3 separate regions of the Sus scrofa genome follow, and regions 1 and 3 are each linked to region 2. Evidence: chromatin contacts called from public HiChIP or PLAC-seq data. All regions are on one chromosome and are shown on one strand. The core of a region is the stretch at or near the end of the contact, and the rest is flanking DNA. Distances in the headings are between cores, read along the strand shown.

Region 1 (4,398 bases), core at 1,062-3,561, 64 kb after region 2:
CAATGACATGTCATGCCTTCTGCTCCCACACGTAAGCCTAAGCCAAGACCTCTGAATCCCAGCTCCTCCTCTTTCACCCAGGATTGTGCAGGCAGGAGGACCAGAAGGAACTCATTGTGGCCTACTTAATCTGAGTGTCTGGGATTGCTTTTTTTCTTTTGCTTTAGCAGCTGTGGCTTTTTTGATGGGACAGAATAAAGTTTTATTTTTATATTTAACTGCTTTGCCTCAGTTGGTTACACAATACAGGGTAGAGGGTGGAACAAGGAACAAAACATCCGGAGGCGGCACTTTCAGCACAAGCTTTATAAAGAACAGAACACGTTTCTCCACATTGTGCTCAGTCCAGCAGAGTCCTGGCGCTGGGGCTTTTGCTCTTAATCCTCAGTGGAGGCTTCAGGCTTTGCCACTTAGCACATTCTCCAGGGTTCTGGTTACCTGATCAGCACTGAAGTTGTTCAAAGAGACATTCTTCTCTTGGCCAAATGCTAAGGAAAGAGGGAGGCGATTAAGTATCCACTCTGCATTGTAGGGGCTACCAAAGTAGCTTAAAAGGTCTGTGTCTTCAACTTACAGTCTTGTTAGGAAGTGTAGAAACGAGATAAATAGAGATAAGGTGTATCTGGCATGCCTAGGATTTTAGTGGGTCTCAGCAACATCTAGAAAGTCCAGGTACAAAGAGAATTCTGGCTGGTTCCAGGCAGTTATAATGAGAAGGAAAGTGTTTAACAGAAGCTTTAAAGGGACATTAATAGGCATTCATTATTAACCATTGTGAACAGGGCGTTGCCTGGGCCTGCATTTCACTAGTGCTCATTTAATAGCTCCTATAGTCCATTTAATGTAGTTATTTCTGTTCATCTCTAGTCTACTGGCTTTGGAAGGAGAACCTTTTCCCTCCTCCAAACAATTTTTAGTGCACGGCATACTGCAGGTGTCCATTATTAGAACTCATCTGTCTTGGGTGTGACTCCCCACCTTCCCGCAGACACTTCTAGGACAAGGTGTAAAAGCTGTGGTTAAAAATACCATTATTCAGTAAAGATAAACACGGTGTGCCTGCTATGTGGGAGACTTTCAGATTGTGCTAAAATGAAATAGGGAAATATGATTAAAAAGGGCTGAGGGGCAGTGTTTCCTAACTGGCCAGGCAATGCCTTTTTGAGGAGGTAATAGATAAATTCAGACCTGGAAAGTAACCTAATTATAACAAAGAACCAGCCATGGAAGGAAGCATGACAGAAGTGGGGAAGGGGGAACAAGCTCAACCCTGTTACACATCCTAGCTAAATAACCTTGAGTATGTCCTGTAACATTGTTGATTCAGCTTTCCCATCTCTACAAAGAGAAAAAGGAATCTACCCATCATCTACTTAATGAAGATTGGGCGGGAAAGCACTCAGCATAGGACCTAACAGTAAGCACTCAACACAGTCATTATTCTGGGTTTTTACTGTTGAGATTCTTATACACTCCACCTGGACTGGCACTGAGCGCACATAATCTGGAAGGACCTACATTGATCGGTAACTGACCCGCATCTCCTCCCCTATCTGAAGCCTGTTCAGGATTACAAAAACGACAGATCCTTGTCCCCTATGCAGGACAGGGCACGCCTCCATACAGACGTTACCTGGGACACGAAGCATCCTATAATTCTGCGAATGTATATTTCCTTATCTGCAACAAGGTCAACAGCAAGGCTGAAGTCGGAGTTCCAGTCCTTCTACAGGCTTTGCGTGACCTTGGGCGGCCCTTTCTCATCCAGAACCCTTGTTCCCAGGCCCCCGGCGTCCCACGCTCACCGTAGCGAGCCCAGAGCTTGGGCTGCACATCAGAGCACTCGCGGATGAGGATGGGCAGGTCGGGGTTCGCCTTCTTCAGCTCCACATAGCGTTTCTCGATGAAGTCCCTGCGGGGCCGGAGAGAGCACCGCCCATGTGGTGTGGGCGTAGGCCTCCCCATAACACCCGGGGGGTCGAGGTCGTGACCCCGGAGCCCCGAAGCCCGCCCGCCTCACCAGGCTGCGGCTCACCTGACGCCCTGGCTGCCGGGAGAGCGCTGACATAAGTGGATGCGAATCTCCCGCAGGCCCAATTTGGCGCGGATACCTCGACTCGCTGCGGCTGCCGCCATCTCCCCTAGAACCCAATCAACCCGCGGAGACCTTCCGGCCAGGGGATCCTGTCAGAGGAACCTCGGACGCTACAGCCCCGCGATAGGCTGGCTGACGTAGGGGGCGGGGCCAAGCACAGCCAATGCCATGAAAGCATTGCAGGGTCACCTCTGGCTCGGATTTCTCCGCCTGCGGCTGGTGCGGATTGGCTCGGGGACGAAAGGCACTGTGGGTGGACGCCTGAGGTGCATTGTGGGGAAGCGCCAGTCGCGCCTGTGTTGTTGTCGACTCTTCCGTTGTTGTTGTTGGGGTTGAAACGACGCGACGAAATGCCGGAGCGAGACAGTAAGGCTCGGATCATCTGCCCTTTCTTCCCCGCGGGGACTCGGGACACTTGGAGCATTATTTTGGCCTTAGAGTTTAAGCTGGGTGTGCGTGTGTGAGGGTGTAGTGAGCCTGGGAGCTTGGCGAAGCAGCCGGGCCCCGAGCGAGGCCGGGCAGCTCCAGCTCTGTTCCTAAATCTTGTCCTTGGTCGAAGCTACGACCGATGAGTTTTATCTGTGAACCACCCCGAATCCCCATCACTTGATTTTCGCTTACGGTCATTTATCTTCCGGGTAGTAATCTTAGATGTCATCTTCAGGAAGTCTCTGCTCATCCTGCATCATTGGATTGAGTTGTCATAAGTCACTAGATTGTGAGCAACTTGCCATGAAAACACGTGTGTTGTTCACATCTAGGTCCCCAACTTTTGCACAGGACCAGACACGAAGGAGATTAATTCAATTAATGTTAATTCTTTTTCTTAGGCGAGCCGTTCTCTAACCCGTTGGCCCCAGACGGCCATGATGTGGACGATCCTCACTCCTTCCACCAGTGAGTATTTTATGTGGAACCACGGGAATGAGCTAGTTAATGAGTAAAGTGATGGTGGTGATAATGAAAGAACTCTGAATCTTTTGTCAGCAAGGATGGTCAAAAAATTGTATCACTTGCCCCTTTACCTCCGCAAACTGTAGCTGGATCAGGCCAACCACTTGCCTAAGTCTACTAGAGGGGAAATTATGGCAGGGAGAGTGCTAGTTTCTTTTATGTGTGTATGTGTCTTTTTAGGGCCTTAGGGCTGCATCTGCAGCATATGGAGGTTCCCAGCCTACGGGTCAAATTGGTTTTGGCTATACCCACAGCATGTGGAAGTTCCCAGGCCAGGGATCGAGCCTGTGCCACAGTAATGACGCAAGCTGGTTGCAGTGATAACGTCAGATCTTTAACCCACTGTGCCACAGAAGAACTCCAGAAAGTGATAGTTTTCAAAATTGATGTTTAATTATACATTATATAGGAATTAATTCTTCTAGAAAATTAAAACATCAGAGTAAGGATAATGTCCTTGACATCCCCAATCCCAGTGCCTTTCTTAGAGGTAACCGCCATTACCTTTTTTACATGTATCTTTCCTTCCTACTCTTTTAAAATGTATTTATATACATGCATTCATATCTGAGTAAAACACATTGCTTTGTGAGTTAAAATATTAAAATTAAGCAGTGTGGGGTTCCCGTCGTGGTGCAGTGGTTAACGAATCTGACTAGGAACCATGAGGTTGCGGGTTTGGTCCCTGCCCTTGCTCAGTGGGTTAACGATCCGGTGTTGCTGTGAGCTGTGGTGTAGGTTGCAGACGCGGCTCGGATCCTGCGTTGCTGTGGCTCTGGCGTAGGCCGGTGGCTACAGCTCCGATTCGACCCCTAGCCTGGGAACCTCCATATGCCGTGGGAGTGGCCCAAGAAATAGCAAAAAGACAAAAAAATAAATAAATAAATAAAATTAAGCAGTGTTATATTGTATAGATATCATTTTGCCACCTAATTTTTTTTTCCCCTTCTCATTATCTTGGTGGTTATTTTCATTGCCGTGACAAGGATTCCCTCCTCACCACTCTCCAAAGCTTCTAATTTCAAAAAAATTTTTATTGAAATATAGTTGATTTAAAATGTTGTGGGAGTTCCTGTCATGGCGCAGCATAAGCAAATTTGACTAGGAACCATGAGGTTGCAGGTTCAATCCCTGGTGTTGCTCAGTGGGTTAAGGATCTTGCATTTCCATGAGCTGTGGTGTAGGTAGAAGACACGGCTCAGATCTGGTGTTGTTGTGGTTCTGGTGTAGGCTGGCAGCTACGGCTCCGATTAGACTCCTAGCCTGGGAACCTCCATATGCCGTGGGTGTGGCCCTAAAAAGACAAAAAGACCAAAAAAAGAAAAATAAATAAAATGTTGTGCTAGAAG
Region 2 (4,064 bases), core at 1,125-3,624:
CGCTCAGTGGGTTAAGGACCTGGCGTTACCATGAGGTGTGGTGTAGATTACAGGCGCAGCTCGGATCCTGCATTGCTGTGGCTGTGGTGTAGGCCAGCAGCTGCAGCTCTGATTAGACCCCTAGCCTGGGAACCTCCATGTGCCAGGCATTCGGCCCTAAAAAGCAAAAATAAATAAATAAATAATGCTGTGAATTGAATCCTATGATGCTTTGCTAACATTTAACCTTTGTGTCTTATGGGAGAGTGGGGGAGGGCTATAGAAAGAGGAGAAATAGCAAATAGCTAATAAGTAGAGAGGACCATCAACTGTTTTCTAGACAGTATGATAGGTACCCTGGAAATATTACATTTAAGTTAATTTAAAATATGACAATATATATTTTGAGAAGATTGTATATTTTTCATTATTTTTTTTAATTAGGGCTGCACATGCAGCATATCGAAGTTCCCAAGCTAGGGGTTAAATCAGCTGCAGCTGCCAGCCTACACCACAGCCACTGCAATGCCAGATACTTAACCCACTGAGCGAGGCCAGGGATCAAACCCACACCCTCATGGTTGCTAGTTGGGTTTTTACTGCTGATCCATAATGTAAACTCCCAAGAAGATCTTTTAGAACTAGAGTAAGAATAAATATGGCCTTCTTCCTTTCTAGCCTTGCTTAGCAGTTCAATCTGAAATTTTTAGTCTTTGTTTATATTTACAGGAAAATAGTATAGAATAATGTTTATAGAATTGTAAAATGAAAATTTTCTTTACAGAACCTATGTTGTGAAATAGACCTTTTCAACAAGGCTTCTCATATTCTTATAATTAGTTTTTATATGTAATAAAACAATAGAGAAATATTTTGCCACCAGGTGACTCTCCTATTCCATCTGTTTCTTCGGGACCATCTTCACCTCTTTCAGCCACTTCTGCACCGCCAACACTGGGCCAACCCAAAGGAGGCAGTGCCAGTCAGGATCGAAAGATACCTCCCCCTATTGGAACGGAGAGACTAGCGCGGATTCGGCAAGGAGGGTCTGTTGCACAAGCCCCCGTGGGGACCAGTTTTGTCGCTCCTGTTGGACACAGTGGAATCTGGTCATTTGGCGTCAATGCCGTATCAGGTACAGTTATGGTGCAAGAAAACTTAGTTCCTACACTTAATCAGGGGGATTGTTTAAAACTTCGAGGTTTTCAATCCAGTTTCAAAGTCTGTAATGTTAGTTTGGATTATACAAACTATCATACATTATATGTCATATGTATGATAGTAATATATAAAATAATAAATACAGAGTTGATGAGAACTAAAAGATTCCCTCTTGAACTTTTCTTGTAGAATGGGACAATCATTTGACTTCTTTCAGCGAGCACTTAGTCTTTTGAAGGACAAGGTAGAGTGTTGGAGGGTGTTCAGAGGACTCCATTCAGTTTTCCAGGAAGAATTTTTTTTTTTTTTTTGGTTTGCAAAGACTCATGCATGTGTCCTGAGCTTGTCAAAGGAATGATTTTGATTAAATTTAGTATAAAAAAGAATCAGGAGTTCCCGTCATGGCGAAGTGGTTAACGAATCCGACTAGGAACCCTGCAGTTGCAGGTTCCATACCTGGCCTTGTTCAGTGGGTTAACCATCCGGTGTTGCCGTGAGCTGTGGTGTAGGTCCAGACTCGGCTCGGATCCCACATTGGCTGTGGCTCTGGCATAGACTGGTGGCTACAGCTCCGATTAGACCCCTAGCCTGGGAACCTCCATATGCCACCTGAGCGGCCCTAGAAAAAGCAAAAAGACAAAAAAAATTTAAAAATCAAATGGTAATATTTTGTTATTTTATCCAAATAAATACCTAACCCTGATCTCAATTCTTCTTTCTAGAAGGCTTATCAGGTTGGTCACAGTCTGTGATAGGGAACCATCCAATGCATCAACAATTATCAGACCCAAGCACATTCTCTCAGCATCAACCAATGGAGCGAGATGATTCTGGAATGGTAGCCCCTTCTAACATTTTTCATCAGCCTATGGCAAGCAGTTTTGTGGATTTTTCTAAAGTGAGTTGACAAACATCATTGTAATTTGTTTAACACTTTGCGAGTCAACATGGTCACATGTTAAGGAGTAATTTGTACTGAAATAATTCTTGCTTTTGGTATCACTACTTTCTTTCCCTGACTTTGCCAGCTCTTATAGCCAGTTTCAAGAGTGGGTTATGTTGTCTCCATCAGTTTGTACTCAAATTATCCTGAAGATACCATCTTCCACCCAAAACTTGGGAGATTCAGGTCTTGCTCCTTTGCGTTTGTCTGCCACAGTTTTGAAGAAGGCCCCTTCCCCTCTAGAAAGCTGGCTGTGAGTTCCCCATTGCCTGCTTGTCTGCTCTAAGAGCTTCCTGGCAGCCATAAAGGCCAATTGTGGCTGCAAGCAAGCGTGTAGAGTTCCCCTTTCCTTAGCACAGGCTTATTAGTAAATCTAAAATACAGGAAGCTGGAGGGAATGAAGGGAAGTTAGAAAGATCTATCTTGGTATTCTGGAATCATTTATAATCACTTCATGATTAAACCTTTCTGCTGTTTTAGGGTCTGCCGATTTCCATGTATGGAGGCACCATAATACCCTCCCATCCTCAGCTGGCTGATGTTCCAGGAGGCCCTCTGTTTAATGGACTTCACAACCCAGATCCTGCTTGGAACCCTATGATAAAAGTTATTCAGAATTCAACTGAATGCACTGATGCCCAGCAGGTAAAATGGACTTAATGCTCTTTTATTTTTCAGATATATCATGTCATTCTTTTAATTCTTTGGGAGTGCAAGTTCTGAATATGAAAAGTCATGACATCTGACCGCCTTGATCTGAATTAAGTTTTTCAACATCGAAATGATGCTACTTAACATTTTATTTCTTATATGCATATTCTTTCTAGGCAGAAACAGTGAATTGCCATTGCATTTATATATTCATTTTGTAAATGTCTAAAGATTCCTAATTAGAAATTCCAATTTTTCCTCCCCCTTTTCAGATTTGGCCTGGCACGTGGGCACCTCATATTGGAAACATGCATCTCAAATATGTCAACTAAGTTAGAAGGTCTTACTCTTTAGCCTTGTTTGAGAAACCTTTGACCTTGGAAGAACCCTGGGGATTTTTTTTTTTTTTTTTTTTTTTTTTAATGTGCCTAAGAAATTTTCTCTGAGGCTTTAGCAATGGAAATTTGACTGCCCATTGTATAAGAACAGAGTGATTTCCTATCCACCTGATTATGTTCTCTGGTTAGTTTAGCCATTTTGAACTTAGTGCTTCGGGCTAAACATACTGAATGCTACTTGTCTGCAGAAGAGAATTAGATGATTACATGTTTCAACCTTTTAGGGTGGTAAATACATGTACAATTGTTTACATACTTAAAAGGAAAAAGTTGAGTAAATTTCTTGTCATATAGTGGCTCTACTTAATGTAGCCTGTATTAATGTGAAATATTTACCAGAATATTCAATAAAACGATGAACAGTGTTTAGAAGTGAGGTGTGATCCTTTCAGTGGTCATGCAGGTTTTTCCCAGTCCACAGTCACACTGAACCAGGTTGTTAGTACTGTGTTTGTAGTTGACTTCACGCATTTTACACTTTAGAGTCCGTTCTCAGACTGCCTTGGAAAAGCACCTTGAAGATTATTTGGGTACTTATTCCATGTTAAACTTTCCTTATTCTCTTGTTTTCATCCACATAATTTTCTAAGTGAGAGAGTTTAGCGGATAGGTAATTGCACAGTTTAGCTCTTTGTGGATCATGAGTATGTCAGCAAGAACAACAGGATTTCAGTCAGATGATGCTGAACAAACTTAGGGACTCCCAAGTCATCCTTCAGATAGCTTTTGTGCTTCCTGACTTTTTTATCTAAAGATTTATTTTGGTTATAGTTGTTTAAGTTTTATTTGAGTTGGTACATAGGAAGGGGTGGCGTTGACTCCTGTAATTCTTTGTATTATTGAATCAGCTGAATAATGTTTATAAATATGTGACTAATTCTGGGCTTAGTTCCATGAAGAGCCAATATGGTCAACAAGCTAAACTCAGGACA
Region 3 (4,073 bases), core at 1,538-4,037, 110 kb after region 2:
GCTTAGGGTGGAACGCAAGACGTTTTTCGTCCTCACTAGAGTGTCTAAGGGTACAAGGCTACTTACCTTCTTCTCTGGATATGCTTGCTCCTGGGGTTTGAGTGGTGGTCACTTCTAAGCTCCCTATTCTTTTTGCTTTTTTAAGGGCCACACCTGTGGCATATGGAAGTTCCCAGGCTAGGGGTCGAATTGGAGCTGCAGTTTCAGGTCTACACCACAGCCACAGCAATGCCAGATCAGAGCCTCCACTGCCACCTACACCACAGCTTATGGCAATGCCGGATCCTTTACCCACTGAGCGGGGCCAGGGATTGAACCCACATCCTCGTAGATACTAGTCGGATTCATTTCTTCTGAATCACACTGGAATTCTGTATGGTCCCTATTCTTTGTTCACTGTTTTTAGGCAGAGCTGATGTATAAGAACAACCCAAAACTACTAACCCAACTGCACTACTCTGAGGACATGGGTATTCCACTGGTGGTCATTATTGGTGAGCAAGAACTGAAGGAAGGGTTCATCAAGCTGCGTTCAGTGGCCAGCAGGGAGGAGGTGAGTGCGGCAGTCAGAAATAGAAGGGACCAAATGTTTCTCCCTTTCTTAGATTCTTTAAGAAATATGTGGAGTTCCCGTCATGGCGCAGTGGTTAACGAATCCGACTAGGAACCATGAGGTTGCGGGTTGGATCCCTGCCCTTGCTCAGTGGGTTAGGGATCCGGCATTGCCGTGAGCTGTGGTGTAGGTCGCAGACGCGGCTCGGATCCCGCGTTGCTGTGGCTCTGGCGTAGGCCGGTGGCTACAGCTCCTATTCGACCCCTAGCCTGGGAACCTCCATATGCCGCAGGAGCGGCCCAAAGAAATAGCAAAAAGACAAAAAAAAAAAAAAAAAAAAAAGAAAAGAAAAGAAATACGTATCTTCTGGCTAAGGAAATATCTCCAGGGTTTATAGTGATAGAGATGAATGAGTACCCCCTCCAGGCAGCCATTGTAGCCAATGATGGCTGGGCAGGCAAGAAGACAAATGAAATCTCTTTGGGTATCTGGAGATAAAATAAACATAGATCCGGTGTTTGAATCCCTTTAGTCTTGAGCTCCTACCTTCTTCAGGTCAGCTTGAAGCCCAGACTCCCTACCGGTTGCATAGGTCATGGGAATAGTTGCCAAATTAAATGAATCTGGAAAAGCAGTGTCTGAGGTGCTAGTATCACTCTCTAGTTTGTCACATGAAGATTCTCTTATGTTTCAGGTGGCCATTAAGCGAGAAAATCTTGTGGCTGAAATTCAGAAGCGACTATCTGAGTCTTGATCCTTGCCTGAATGCCACCTGCTGCTCTTTGTAGAAAAGGTTTCATCTAGGACTGAGTTCCTGTTCCACAACTTTACAACTGCTGGCCAGGATGGCTGACTCGTGCCTACGCATCCTCCATCTTTTCTGGGTACAGAATTGTAGGAGGTCCTGAGGACTCTGGGGCTAGTGAGAGCAGCTATACTGCATGGGCGCAGATGGCTGGTATGTGACAGAGACATGCTCTAACTGCAGAGGCAGATGGCAGACTTGCAGTGCCGTTGAACGCTGCCAACATGTGCTAATAAGATGGTTGCTGTGAACAAGTCTCTGGGAAAGTCACCTCAGGTTGAGACGATTCTGAACCACTGAGATCAGAAGTCATGTCTTAGCCTTCCACTCTTCGCTTCTGAACCAAATTCTGGGCAGTTTGACCACTGTGTGGTCTTGGCCTGTCCAGGGAGTTTTTGGTAAACAGCAAGAAGGGGCAATGACTGCTCTCTGTTTTGTTTGAGGACAGAGATGCTAGCCCAAGGGCCCAGCAGTGCCCATATTAATATGACGTCTCTCTAGCCTACCCAGTGTTAATCAGGGTGAGGCCGTCTGTTTAATAATCTTGAATGTTGAATTTAATAGGCGACCTGACAAGATGGAGATCTGATCTTTTGAGACTTTGGAGACCATTACCTATGCCTGCTCTAACTAGTCCATGTCCTGCCGTGGAGGTGGCTGTTCTAGAAGTGGTTGTATAATATATTAAATAAAATATTAAATCTAGAAGCTTGGGTAATTTGTTATCGAGGGATTTGTTTGCATAGGCCATAGAAAACGCTTGAGTGCACACTGGAGGATGCAGTGAGCTAAGAGGAACGTCCCTGGGGTGATGTTTTATTTTTGGTGAAGGGAACAGCCATGCTTCCTCCTCCCCGCAGCTGTGAGATACAGTCACCTCACTAAGTCAGTGTGTAGTGTGACATTTGCTAGAGTTCTTCACCCTAGAGTGTTGCTGATGACTGGCCTTCCCAGGTCCGATCGTGTTGATTAAATTGTGCCCTGTAGATTGAATAATTGTGATGTTTCTCAGTTGAAGGAAAAATGAGTTAACCAAGGGGTGATAGCATTGCTTCAAGATAAAGAGACAAAATGCAAACAGCGCTTTCAGTTTGTGCATTAGGAAGACTACAGCCTGTGCAAACTCTTAGGAGCTCTGGGGCCCTATCTTCAGTGCACACAGGTAAAGAGGCATCTAGAGCCCCTGATAACAGAACTTCAGCCTTAAGAAGGTTTGGAAACTCTTGGCAGTGCACGCAGGTTGGTTAGACTAGACCGGAGGGCGCTGATCTGAACTTCATTTTCCTCTTACGTAAAATGGAAGGGTTGAATCTGTGCTTGTTTTTAAAGCCAGGGTGAAAAACCCTCGCAGGCGCCCTTACTTCCGCGTTGCTTCATACTCCCCTTGCGCATGCGCCATTTCCTTGGAGCAGGGGCGGGGCCGACGATCTTGTTTTAGAAATCCTCCAGTCCTTAGCTCGTTTAGAACACGAGACTCTAAGCTTATTGGAGGGCGGGCTTGCCTTACGGCGCAAGGCCGCTTTTTACGGCATTTTCCGGCTTTCCATTCACTTCGCTGTGAAGATGGCGTCGGGTAGCGGGGTAGGTGTTGTGTGTGAGGAGGCTTGGGATGGGGGGTGCGGGGCGGCTTTTCGGCGCTGAATACCCCGCACCCGCCTGGCTTCCCGACACCTCCTGGCGATCTAACCGCCTTGGTTTGAGAGCTCCCCCGTAAGGCCCTGGCGCAGGGTCATCGGAAGCGGGAAGGTCTCGGGTTGGGGTCCTGAGGCAACCTCAGCCTCCCGGTGCTGTCCGGAGAGGCTTCGCTCTTCCCAGGTCCCGGGGCCGCCTTAGCGGCTGGGGAGCGGTTTCTTCTGTTTGTCCAGGGGTCGGACACGATTAGCGACGAATCTTCAGCCCCTTTTCCCCCACAGGCAAAAAACTTGGACTTTCGCCGAAAGTGGGACAAAGATGAATATGAGAAGCTTGCGGAGAAGAGGCTCACAGAAGAGAGAGAAAAGAAGGATGGTGGGTGCCTGTTCCATCAAGTGCTAAGTGTACTGCAGATGCGAAGCAATGGTTAGCGAGTCGGTGGGGGGTTGAAACGCGCTGCCCCCTTTCCTGTGTAACCTCCGGCAGAATAGTGCCTCCCTGGCTCCTCAGGTAGAAAAGTAAGATAGGCGTGAGGAGATGAACTGAAATGGTTTGGAGGTGCTTTCCGGCTCTGCGGTTCCCTGCTTCCTTGCCCTTCCTTTGCTTGGCTCATTTAGTGCTTTCCTCAAGTACAGGGAAGACAGTGGAATCCTCAGTAGTGATCCTCAGAAGAAGTTAAGTGGAGTGTTTTTGCTGCTGTGTATTGCTGCTATTGAACGTGGGATTCTTAACACCGGATTCTTAACCTGGGGAACGTGGGATTGATTGTTTCATCTAGTGCTTACGGCTGTTCTCTGTGCCTTACATTTTGTCAGGGAGTTGGTCTTATTTTCTTTTCTGTTTTCAGACTTGTACTTTCTTTTGCTTTACTTGCATACTCCAGCACTTTTGGTTTTTATGTAACTCATGCAATAGTACTTGGCATATAGCAGATATTTCCTAGATAATAGTTCTTCTTTAAAAAACTTCCCCAGCTCTCAGAAGATTGCCGTGTTACACATGGGGTATCTGTCTGAAAACACTAAATGAGTGGTCTTGCTTTTCTTTTCTTTTTTGTCTTTTTAGCAGCATTCGCAGCATATG

Evidence for each region. HiChIP or PLAC-seq counts read pairs in DNA pulled down with a chosen protein or histone mark.
Region 1: an H3K27ac HiChIP or PLAC-seq map of alveolar macrophages shows a contact between it and region 2. The contact joins the promoter of IK here to the enhancer-like site in region 2. A contact is called at or near these places in 8 of 47 Hi-C or Micro-C datasets (alveolar macrophages, heart right ventricle, liver and 4 more) and 1 of 2 datasets of contacts at active chromatin or transcription factors (alveolar macrophages).
Region 3: a contact with region 2 is called in an H3K27ac HiChIP or PLAC-seq map of alveolar macrophages. The contact joins the promoter of ZMAT2 here to the enhancer-like site in region 2. A contact is called at or near these places in 1 of 5 promoter capture datasets (fetal liver), 4 of 47 Hi-C or Micro-C datasets (heart right ventricle, liver, mesenteric adipose tissue and 1 more) and 1 of 2 datasets of contacts at active chromatin or transcription factors (alveolar macrophages).

The regions. Positions count from the first base shown.
Region 1 is chr2:142,358,823-142,363,220 of Sscrofa11.1, forward strand. IK (protein Red) reads left to right here and starts at 2,312. Exons shown (of 19, transcript XR_001307243.2): 1 at 2,312-2,461; 2 at 2,926-2,992. It overlaps NDUFA2 (NADH dehydrogenase [ubiquinone] 1 alpha subcomplex subunit 2), which reads right to left and starts at 2,304. Exons shown (of 3, transcript XM_003124046.4): 1 at 2,036-2,304; 2 at 1,806-1,912; 3 at 178-488. The coding sequence starts at 2,136. The coding sequence ends at 397. It overlaps TMCO6 (transmembrane and coiled-coil domain-containing protein 6), which reads left to right. Exons shown (of 12, transcript XM_013995236.2): 12 at 1-218.
Region 2 is chr2:142,294,602-142,298,665 of Sscrofa11.1, forward strand. ANKHD1 (ankyrin repeat and KH domain containing 1) reads left to right here. Exons shown (of 34, transcript NM_001203267.1): 31 at 914-1,114; 32 at 1,863-2,038; 33 at 2,564-2,728; 34 at 3,007-3,496. The coding sequence ends at 3,066. Among named protein-coding and RNA genes, the nearest start is that of EIF4EBP3, 7.2 kb to the right of the region's middle. Within about 2 kb of position 2,375, at least 3 of the 83 cell types and tissues checked have an H3K27ac peak or open chromatin away from gene starts, as enhancers often do. A contact at or near this core is called in alveolar macrophages and retroperitoneal adipose tissue, where this site is marked.
Region 3 is chr2:142,408,183-142,412,255 of Sscrofa11.1, forward strand. ZMAT2 (zinc finger matrin-type protein 2) reads left to right here and starts at 2,788. Exons shown (of 6, transcript XM_003354316.4): 1 at 2,788-2,939; 2 at 3,272-3,365. The coding sequence starts at 2,922. LOC100521256 (probable histidine--tRNA ligase, mitochondrial) reads left to right here. Exons shown (of 12, transcript XM_013995242.2): 12 at 1,248-2,071. The coding sequence ends at 1,307.